Linked DNA regions of Danio rerio: region 1 is linked to region 2. Evidence: chromatin contacts called from public HiChIP or PLAC-seq data. All regions are on one chromosome and are shown on one strand. The core of a region is the stretch at or near the end of the contact, and the rest is flanking DNA. Distances in the headings are between cores, read along the strand shown.

Region 1 (4,275 bases), core at 1,131-3,630, 150 kb before region 2:
GTTTTTTTCTCAAATTCATCACCAATTCTGCGTGTAGAACAGCAACGCCATAGTAAAATGTGATTTTTTTCACAATAGCCCTTAGAATTTACAATGAAGAGAGCATTACAACACAAGCACTCTTTCTTTCTCTCTCTGCACGCACGAATGGGAGCTCCCTCCCACTTAAGTGGAGAATGAAGGGTGTGTGGAGGCTGAGGTCTCTCCAAGAGAGCACCCACCCACACCTTGGAGCCTCAGATCCCCAGAGAAGTGGGAGTAACGAGGGGTGAACCCTGACACTGCCTCCCCCTGATAGGCCAGGGAACACTTTTGCTAGTCTTGTGAGCAATGTTGCCACAGGGGACAGTAGTAAAGTCTAAAGAATAAATGGAAATAAAATAAACATTTGCTGTTAAGTTGCTGTCAAACCATGTAGATTGTTTTTATTTGGTATAATATTTAGCTAAAACCGTGGTGATTGGTCACTCCTAAAATGCAAATCAACAACTACTGGCACTCTGAGAATAAAAATAAATGCATAAATAAAAATAATGCAAGCAGTTCCTAATAATACCATCATATAAAGCAAAACTATCAGTGTGTGCAAAAAAATGGACATTTGTAAAGGGTTACACATTATTACCTTAGTGTTATTATGTTCTGAGTGTGTTCACAACCAAGTATCCTGACGCATTCTTGCACAAACTCACATAAGAGCTGACTCTGTTTACAATGAGGAAAGAAGATGTGTGTTTTGCACTTAGCAAATTGGTACTTGCCGCTGCAACATAAAGAAAAAGTAAGATCACTTTTGCATAAGTGACCTCATTTTTGAAAACTGAATTCACAGTTTGCAAACATTTGATAATGTCAACATGTTAAAGGATGCTTGTGCTTCAAGCTGTTGTCTCATGACTATTTGCGGAGGCACAGATAAGCACACTACTTGCTTCATAAGACTTTAATGTACCTGAAGCAGACACTGGTATGAATTTTGTCTTGCATGTGTATGTTGTTTTTTTTTACATCCAAAACGCCAGTAACTGTTGAAATTGCCTTGGATTCAGCAAAAAATCTTTAATGTTCTACTAAAGAAAAAAAGTCACCAGCATCATGGATGGCCAAAGGGTGAGTAAACTGCCAGCAAATCTTCGTTTTGGGGTGAACTATCCCTTTAACTGGTGCTGAAACTGAGAGCAGGAGATGTTCTTTAAATAAACAGCAGTGCATTCTCTAGTAGTAGTAAATACTATTATTAGGTGTGTAGTGTCAAAATTTGACATATGTCCATGTGCTTTTTACTCAAAAATTGATTGTACTTCTTAATTGTAATTCTTAACGTTACAACGTAAACATCTTTGACAGTGGGTCAAAATAATAGTACGCATATAAATAATACATAAATGTCACTTAAATAGTTGTCAGATTTTAAATTAATGGAATCGGACAGTGATTGTATTTACTAAAACACAACTAGATATACATATAATCAAATATATGCTTGAATCTTATCAATCTCGGCGACACAGTGACCGTTATGCACGTGCACTTTCGCGACGGTTCGCCAATGAACCAAAACTACGAATTAATGTTACCATCTCTGACCCAACTGCTCAGTCCAACTTACCTGCAATAACGGCAGAAACAATGAGAGAAAGCAGTGACTAAACAAAAATGTCAAAAAACCCAAATTCAGCGGCAATAATTTTCGGATAAACATTCCTCTTCTGTCTCTTCACAGTCCACCTGGCGAGGACGCGAGTCTGGGGCGCATCAAAAGTCATTTAATATCCGCTTCTCAAGGCTTACCAACGATGTTTTCCACGAGTTTAAGCAGAAATTGTCTCTGAAACATTCTCGTCCAACTAGAGCGACAATACTTGGTGACATGGACGGATTAGAGGCGACATAGGACGGACGCTAGCGCTGTTTCTGAGGAAAGTTGTTGATCCTCCGCGCGCTGCCGTGGCGCGTGCCCAATCCACAGAAGAGTTGCAAAGCAAAGTTCTCACCGCGCGCGATTCTGTGCGAGTCGAGCGCTGAATCAGGATTCATTTCTTGCCAGGCATGATGAGATGAAGTAACTGCAACTCAAATCGCCACGGAGAACACACGGTGCTCAAGTAGGTCCCAAAAAACTGTAGACTGCTGGGGATTCACCTCTTCAGTACTTCTACAGCAGCACATGACGTGAAGGCGTCCAGTGAGAGACGCGCGCAATGATAACGCGCTGTTATTAATGTGGTAGCCATTTACATTAGCGAGGAAATCGCAATTTTACGATCGCTTCCGGATTGAGCTAAAAAGAGGCATTTAACGAGGACTCTTAGGGTTATGTTTGGTTGGGTCACGGCGGCAGACAGTGAGCGTGTTTTCGGGGCGAGTTGGATGTTACTCTGCAGACTCAGACGCTGAGGCGATGAGGGAGAGAGCCGAGGGGGAGGGGGGCACTTTGCCATCCACAGCTTTTGTTTAGGTGGCAGAATTTTAATTTTAGCCTGCGTGGTAAATTACTGGACGTTTTTGTGTGTGTGATGCCATCCGAATGGGATTTGATTAACAGCAGGAAAAAGCTATTTATTAATTAACGCACTTAAATAAATGATCCAACTGGCTACAATCTAATTCTGAAATAGGACGTGAAAGCCAAAATAAATAATTTGTAACAGGCGGTAAAAGTGGTAAAAGACTAGAGCAAAGTGAAGTAGTCTGAAACAGGAGGAGGCTACACTACACACTTTAGCTCATGATTTATCTGTCTCAGTTGCTAGACAGAACTAAAGATGGATATTTAGAACCATTGTTTGACAAAAGTTGTCTAAATCTACAGTTTCATCCAGTGCCAAGCTTAAATGTGTGCTTTATGATATTGCGTAATGAAATTCTTTGTGCTTGTATTATAATAGTATGGAGGCACACTGTTTGAACACTTCTGTTCATACAGTACTCAGCATAATTGAGTACACCCCATTTTGAAAATGAATATTATTATCCATTTCTCAGTGAATATAGGCAATGAATTTTGGTGCATTTAAACAAATCTGATTTATTAAACATATATATATTTATTAAATTAATATTGTAGTCACCAAACATATTAAGAAATTGAAAGATAATACAATTAAATTCAATCAAAATATTGCAAAAAAAGACAATCTAAAAGATTTCAATAATAAAATCTTATTAAAATGCTTCTGATTTTTCCCATTTTTTGAATTTGTATTTACTATTTTTCTATAACAAATAAATTTTGGTGTACTAGTTTTTGGACCGTTATCATTAGTTATTTTGTTAGATATGCTCCAGGTTTGGCTTCAGTACTGACTAATCTAAAGTATATGCACAAAAAAAATATTGTAAAGCTTCCTATTAAAAATATGGATTTATAAGATAGATTTGGAAGGGGTGTACTTATAAATGCTAAGCACTGTGTATGGGTCTTTTTATGCAAATTTTAGTTTTTTTTTCTGTTCATAACACATCAACAGTAGTTTACTGGAAAAGAGTGTCTCTTTCTTAAAATAAATTATGTTATATTTACAATTTTCACAAGGTTAAAAACTATGTCAACTATTGCTGTAGACTTTAGGGAGTTTCTTATATGTAAATGTTGCTTGAACATCATTATGTTAAGGCTGCAAATTACAATAAGAAGCTTTAAGTATTAAATTTATAGATAAAATAAACTAATTTTAAACTGACATGTTAATCACACACGATTTGTAAAACTAACTATATATGTTAGTTCATTTTTGGAAGAATTTACACAGTGGCTTTTATTTCACTTAGAATTTTGTTTTGCATGACAGATTTCTATATAGCGCTTGTAGGTTAACAAGCTGTGTACACTGAACTGTAAACTTGCCCGAAGTAAATGTAATGCTGTGACTAATTGTTAAGATGTTTTATTGACTTTTTTTAGGACTATGACTTTGATTGAGTGATTGCATGGGATTTCCACTCATGTTTATTTTGTGCTATAACTAGTGATAAAGAGGAAGGTATAATCATGTTCACTCATGCTCTGCTGCAGATTGAACTGAGATGCCCATAGGATGATCTGTCAGATTTGTTTGAATATCTTTGTTACTAATATATCAAAGCTTTTTGTGGTCATTGCAAGAGATATTCACTCATCAACTGAAATGTCTAATAAACTAAATAATCAATCTTGTAATTTCAATAGTCAATATTGATTTGTAAATATAAAGACTTGTAAAAATAGAAGTTTTGCACATTAAAACAACTATTTGTTCGGTAGACACAATCATCTTAAAAATTGTAAAGTGAACG
Region 2 (4,310 bases), core at 263-2,762:
CCCCATCCGCTGACGGAAATTCATCATTCTCCATGCTCTTCCCTGGGAAAAACAAAGACAAATCTGAGGTAAAGTTGGTTTTATATTCACATATTCGTGCAGTGATAACTTGTGACACAGTTCCTATATTGTTTACTTTGAATAGTCGGTCAGAAATAGCATAGAAGTATGACTTCAAAAACAGCATTAGCTCTAGGGATGCTCCGATCGATCGGCCAAAGATAATCACATTTCATGACTCGATCTGCAATTGCCAGTTACTCAAGAGTTGATCGCAGGGGGTTTGTTTATGACTTTACAAGCAGAGGTAGATGCACATGCGCTCCTATATATTATGCATAGCCTACAGCAGCCACAACAGGAGGTGCCTGATGCGATCTTTTAACAGCAACTAAAATACACAGAGATGCGGTGCGACCTCTGTTCATTGTAAAGATGTATTCGATTTTCTAGATCTGCATTTTAACTTGTTATGCATCAAATATCCGCTCCAAACTTTTTCATGATTGAGACGTTGAATTCTCCTTTCATCATTTGCAGTGTTTCCAAAATGCATTGTTTGTCATTTTTATTACTAATTTTTGTGGTGGTACATTCTGCTGTGGCGACCCCTGACAAATACGGGAATAAGCCGAAGTAAAATGAATGAATGAATTATTTTCTGTAAATCTGCTTCTGGCCATGACATGTTCATACCTAAATAGTTATAAGAGAATTGTTTAAGGTATTATATGCAGCATCCTTCATTTATTTTCATTAAGTTCATACTTAGAGGAATCATACTTATTAAAAAGCTTAAAGCATTAGAATCTGTACTCTGTATCGGCTGATCACCATAACAAGGAATTAGGACTAAATATCGCCTGCAAAAATCCTTATCGAAGCATCCCTAACGTTAATCAGCAATATTTACTTGGCTCTGCACAATGATGTAATTTGATATTCTCTGGCTGCTAATATGAGTTTCCTGTTTAGAATTTGCAAAGAATACTTTTCTAAAAGTATAATATTAGGGAGAAAGTTTGAATGTGCAAATATAAAACCAATTTTGCCCCAGTATGAATAGAAGTCATGTGATCAATGGTTTCAGGACATAAAAATGAAAACAATTTTCACTGAATCTACAAGTAAACAGAAACTCGAATGGTGAACAATTAATTGCACATTAAAAACAGCTTTCCTAAAAGTTGTACGAAACAAGTTTCTAGACTAATTAATACAATCTAGCAGGAAACATTTGGAAAAAATATTCCAAAGAGGAAGTGTTTCCAGCTCAATAACCTCGCAAACACACACACACACCATCTGGAGATTTCTCAAAGCTGTTAACCAGCACTGGTGTGTCATTAAACCTCGACACGCCTCCGTCCTATAGATTACCACATGGTTTTCACTCATTGTTACTTACTGTAATTACACGATCAATCCATTTTGCTCGGTTTCCTAGAAAATTTGTTCCTCAAGCCAAAGCACACAGCGTCGGTTTGTCACAGGGTTGTTGTCATAGGACTCACTTCCTGGAATGTCTACATCCGGGAAGTTCCCATGAATCTTCGAGGACTTTATGATTAACCTAGCAAAGGACTTTACCGCCCTCGTGAGCATGTCTGTGGTACAAACTAGACTGCGATGAACACTCCACTACTGTATAGTATTACACTGCCTTGGACAATGATTTTAAACATTTACCCCCATTTTTTATTTTGCTTGCAATTGAATTTGTGTTGTGTCATATAATAGCACTGGTATATTATGGATCATGACTTGTCCTGATTGGTTTATCTGTATAAAAACAGACTTACAACACAGTTTATGATAGGTCTGGTTGATATGGCAAAAATGCAGTTTCGCTAATTATTTTCCATATTGAATGATAACCATATATATTTTGATATTTTTTGTCAATGGTTTCAGATTTAAAGGAGTAGGCTAATACATCAATGACTGAAGCCATAAAAATTAGATGTAACTAATTAGAGTAACTTAGATCTCTAATATCAACACAGTTTTAAATACCCATTGTTGCACATTACAGCTGTGTGATTGGCTCTTATATCAATATAGAGTAAAAAAAAGTCCAGAATATTGTTATTGACATCAATTTTATCGTTTATCGGCCTAGCCCTAATAGAGAATAAATAAATATATTTTTACTGAAAACCAAGAGTGAACCTTTATTCAGCTATTTCTTTGACATTTGAATTTAATGAAGTAATTATTAATTAAAAAAAAAAATTACACCAAAACTGTGATACAATTAAAACTGCACATGCCAGTAGAATGAATTGTAATAAAAACATGCTGTAACTGTCCCAATTCTGTCAATCCTGATTAAACTGTCTGTTAGGGAGATACAATAGCTTTGCTTGGTAACTTAACTTAAAGCTAAGAAAACTGTGGTTTCAATTATACAAATGAATAATGTTTCATGAAAACAGATTAGACAGTATGAGAAATTTTCTGAACATTAAAAAATTACCATTTTACCTAAAAATGAGTTTTATACTGAAGCACTTGAAATGGATGATTTCTCTCAGATTGAAGGAGGGTCTAACTGAGAATATATAGTATGAATGTTGTCACTCTAGCTTATTCTTGAATGGAGCAATTCGTCTGCCCCATGCATCCATCCCAGTCATTGATCCCTCCATGTGCCTGTATAATGTTTTATTAACACAATAAAAGAAGTTTTTTATAATAAAAAACTTATTACGTCCAATCACAAGTCTACACTTACTTTCATTTACATAGTTCCTGTGAAACATTTCAACTTTGGCACGACACAATAGAATGAATGAATTAATGAATGAACGTTGCCTCTAGCTAACATCCCGCAGTTAACATCCCGCCTCTGAAAGGGTGTGTCTTGGCAAATAAGTTTCGTTGCTGTCCAAGTGGCCAATCAACATTACATTGATAATCGACAGCATGGGCGAGTAATGGACAGACCATTTGGGCATATAAGCGTTGAGATCTCAGTTAGGCAAGGGGCACCCGCGCCGCTCTCAGACTGCCTTCTGCCATGATGTGTTTGTTATGTCGATACGTGTTGCTGTCATATAAATAATGTGACGAAGTTGTCATAAAATTGAACAACTATTTAGACAGAGAGACACGCTTTCTGGAGGACACTAGCAATACTGGATGGACCCTTGATGACAGTCTAAACCTGTAACTTGGACTTTACGAGACGTAAAGGAGAGACTCGCAACTTCACATTGATTCAGTACATTCATTCTGTCAGGTAAATTCATTCTCGCTTTCATGAAGTCGTCAGTATTTTTTAACATAACAACTAACTTATTCTTAAGTACTCTCTTCATGTACTTTACAATACTTATTAACCAAACTGCTTTATTTACTGTCTATCTGTATCTATCTGTATTTAGAGATGCAGACGTTCGTGAAAGGAAAGCGAGTTGGATACTGGCTCAGTGAGAAGAAGATTAAAAAACTCAATTTCCAAACCTTCGTGGATTTGTGCAGGTGTGTAAAAAACGCTCACAATCAGCCTACATTTGACTTTAGATTGATATGTTTTCCAGTTGTTGCCAGGATTTTAGCTATTAATTATGTTTAATACTTCATTTATAAACTTCTTACTAATATTAACTGTGGTGTTATTGTAATACAAGTGTAGTAACCATGTTTGTTAGTGCATAAATTACCATTATTGCATTATTACAGATTACTATAGTATGGTTTGTGATGTTACCATAGTTAAACTACAGCAGCATTTTTTAAAAGCTTGGTTAATTTATATAATTTCACTTCAATATTAAAATGTACCCAGCATTTACTCATCCCCAAGTGTTTCAAAAGGGGTTCATTCTTTATTTTAAAAGATATTTAGAAGAAGCCTGAAAACCTGTAAGAATTGACTTCCATAGCAAAAAAAAAAAAAAAAAACACATACAGTAGAAGTCAATGATTGCAGGTTCTTAGTTTTTTTTTTAGCAAAAGAAGAACATCTTCTTTTGTGTTTAACACAAGAAAAAAAACTCAAACAGGTTCGTAACAACTGAAGGGTATACTGTATATAATTAACATTTTTGGCTGAATTCTTTTAAGGGGCACAACTGTCTATTCCAGTTTTAACTAAATTTTCTTTCCCTAACTGGGTGGTGTTTTTTTTTTTTTTTTTTTTTGCAATAGCTTTTGCTATTGCAACTATTAAACTATTATATTATATTACTAATTATTACTGCATTTCATTTAGACATGATACTTGTCAAACTGAGTAGTTGAGATCTGATGTTTTACCACATAGGCAACTATACATAAATATAACAATGGAAAAGTTGATTGTT

Evidence for each region. HiChIP or PLAC-seq counts read pairs in DNA pulled down with a chosen protein or histone mark.
Region 1: a contact with region 2 is called in an H3K4me3 HiChIP or PLAC-seq map of gastrula embryo, with 4 times the contacts expected there. The contact joins the promoter of prima1 here to the promoter of tmem251 in region 2. A contact is called at or near these places in 2 of 4 datasets of contacts at active chromatin or transcription factors (embryo and gastrula embryo).

Annotation. Positions count from the first base shown.
Region 1 is chr20:29,958,392-29,962,666 of GRCz12tu, reverse strand. It overlaps prima1 (proline rich membrane anchor 1), which reads right to left and starts at 2,380. Exons shown (of 5, transcript XM_073933294.1): 1 at 1,610-2,380; 2 at 1,089-1,172. The coding sequence starts at 1,097.
Region 2 is chr20:29,804,612-29,808,921 of GRCz12tu, reverse strand. It overlaps tmem251 (transmembrane protein 251), which reads right to left and starts at 1,512. Exons shown (of 2, transcript NM_001033746.2): 1 at 1,409-1,512; 2 at 1-42. The coding sequence starts at 27. It overlaps itpk1a (inositol-tetrakisphosphate 1-kinase a), which reads left to right and starts at 2,908. Exons shown (of 11, transcript NM_213017.1): 1 at 2,908-3,244; 2 at 3,390-3,486. The coding sequence starts at 3,392.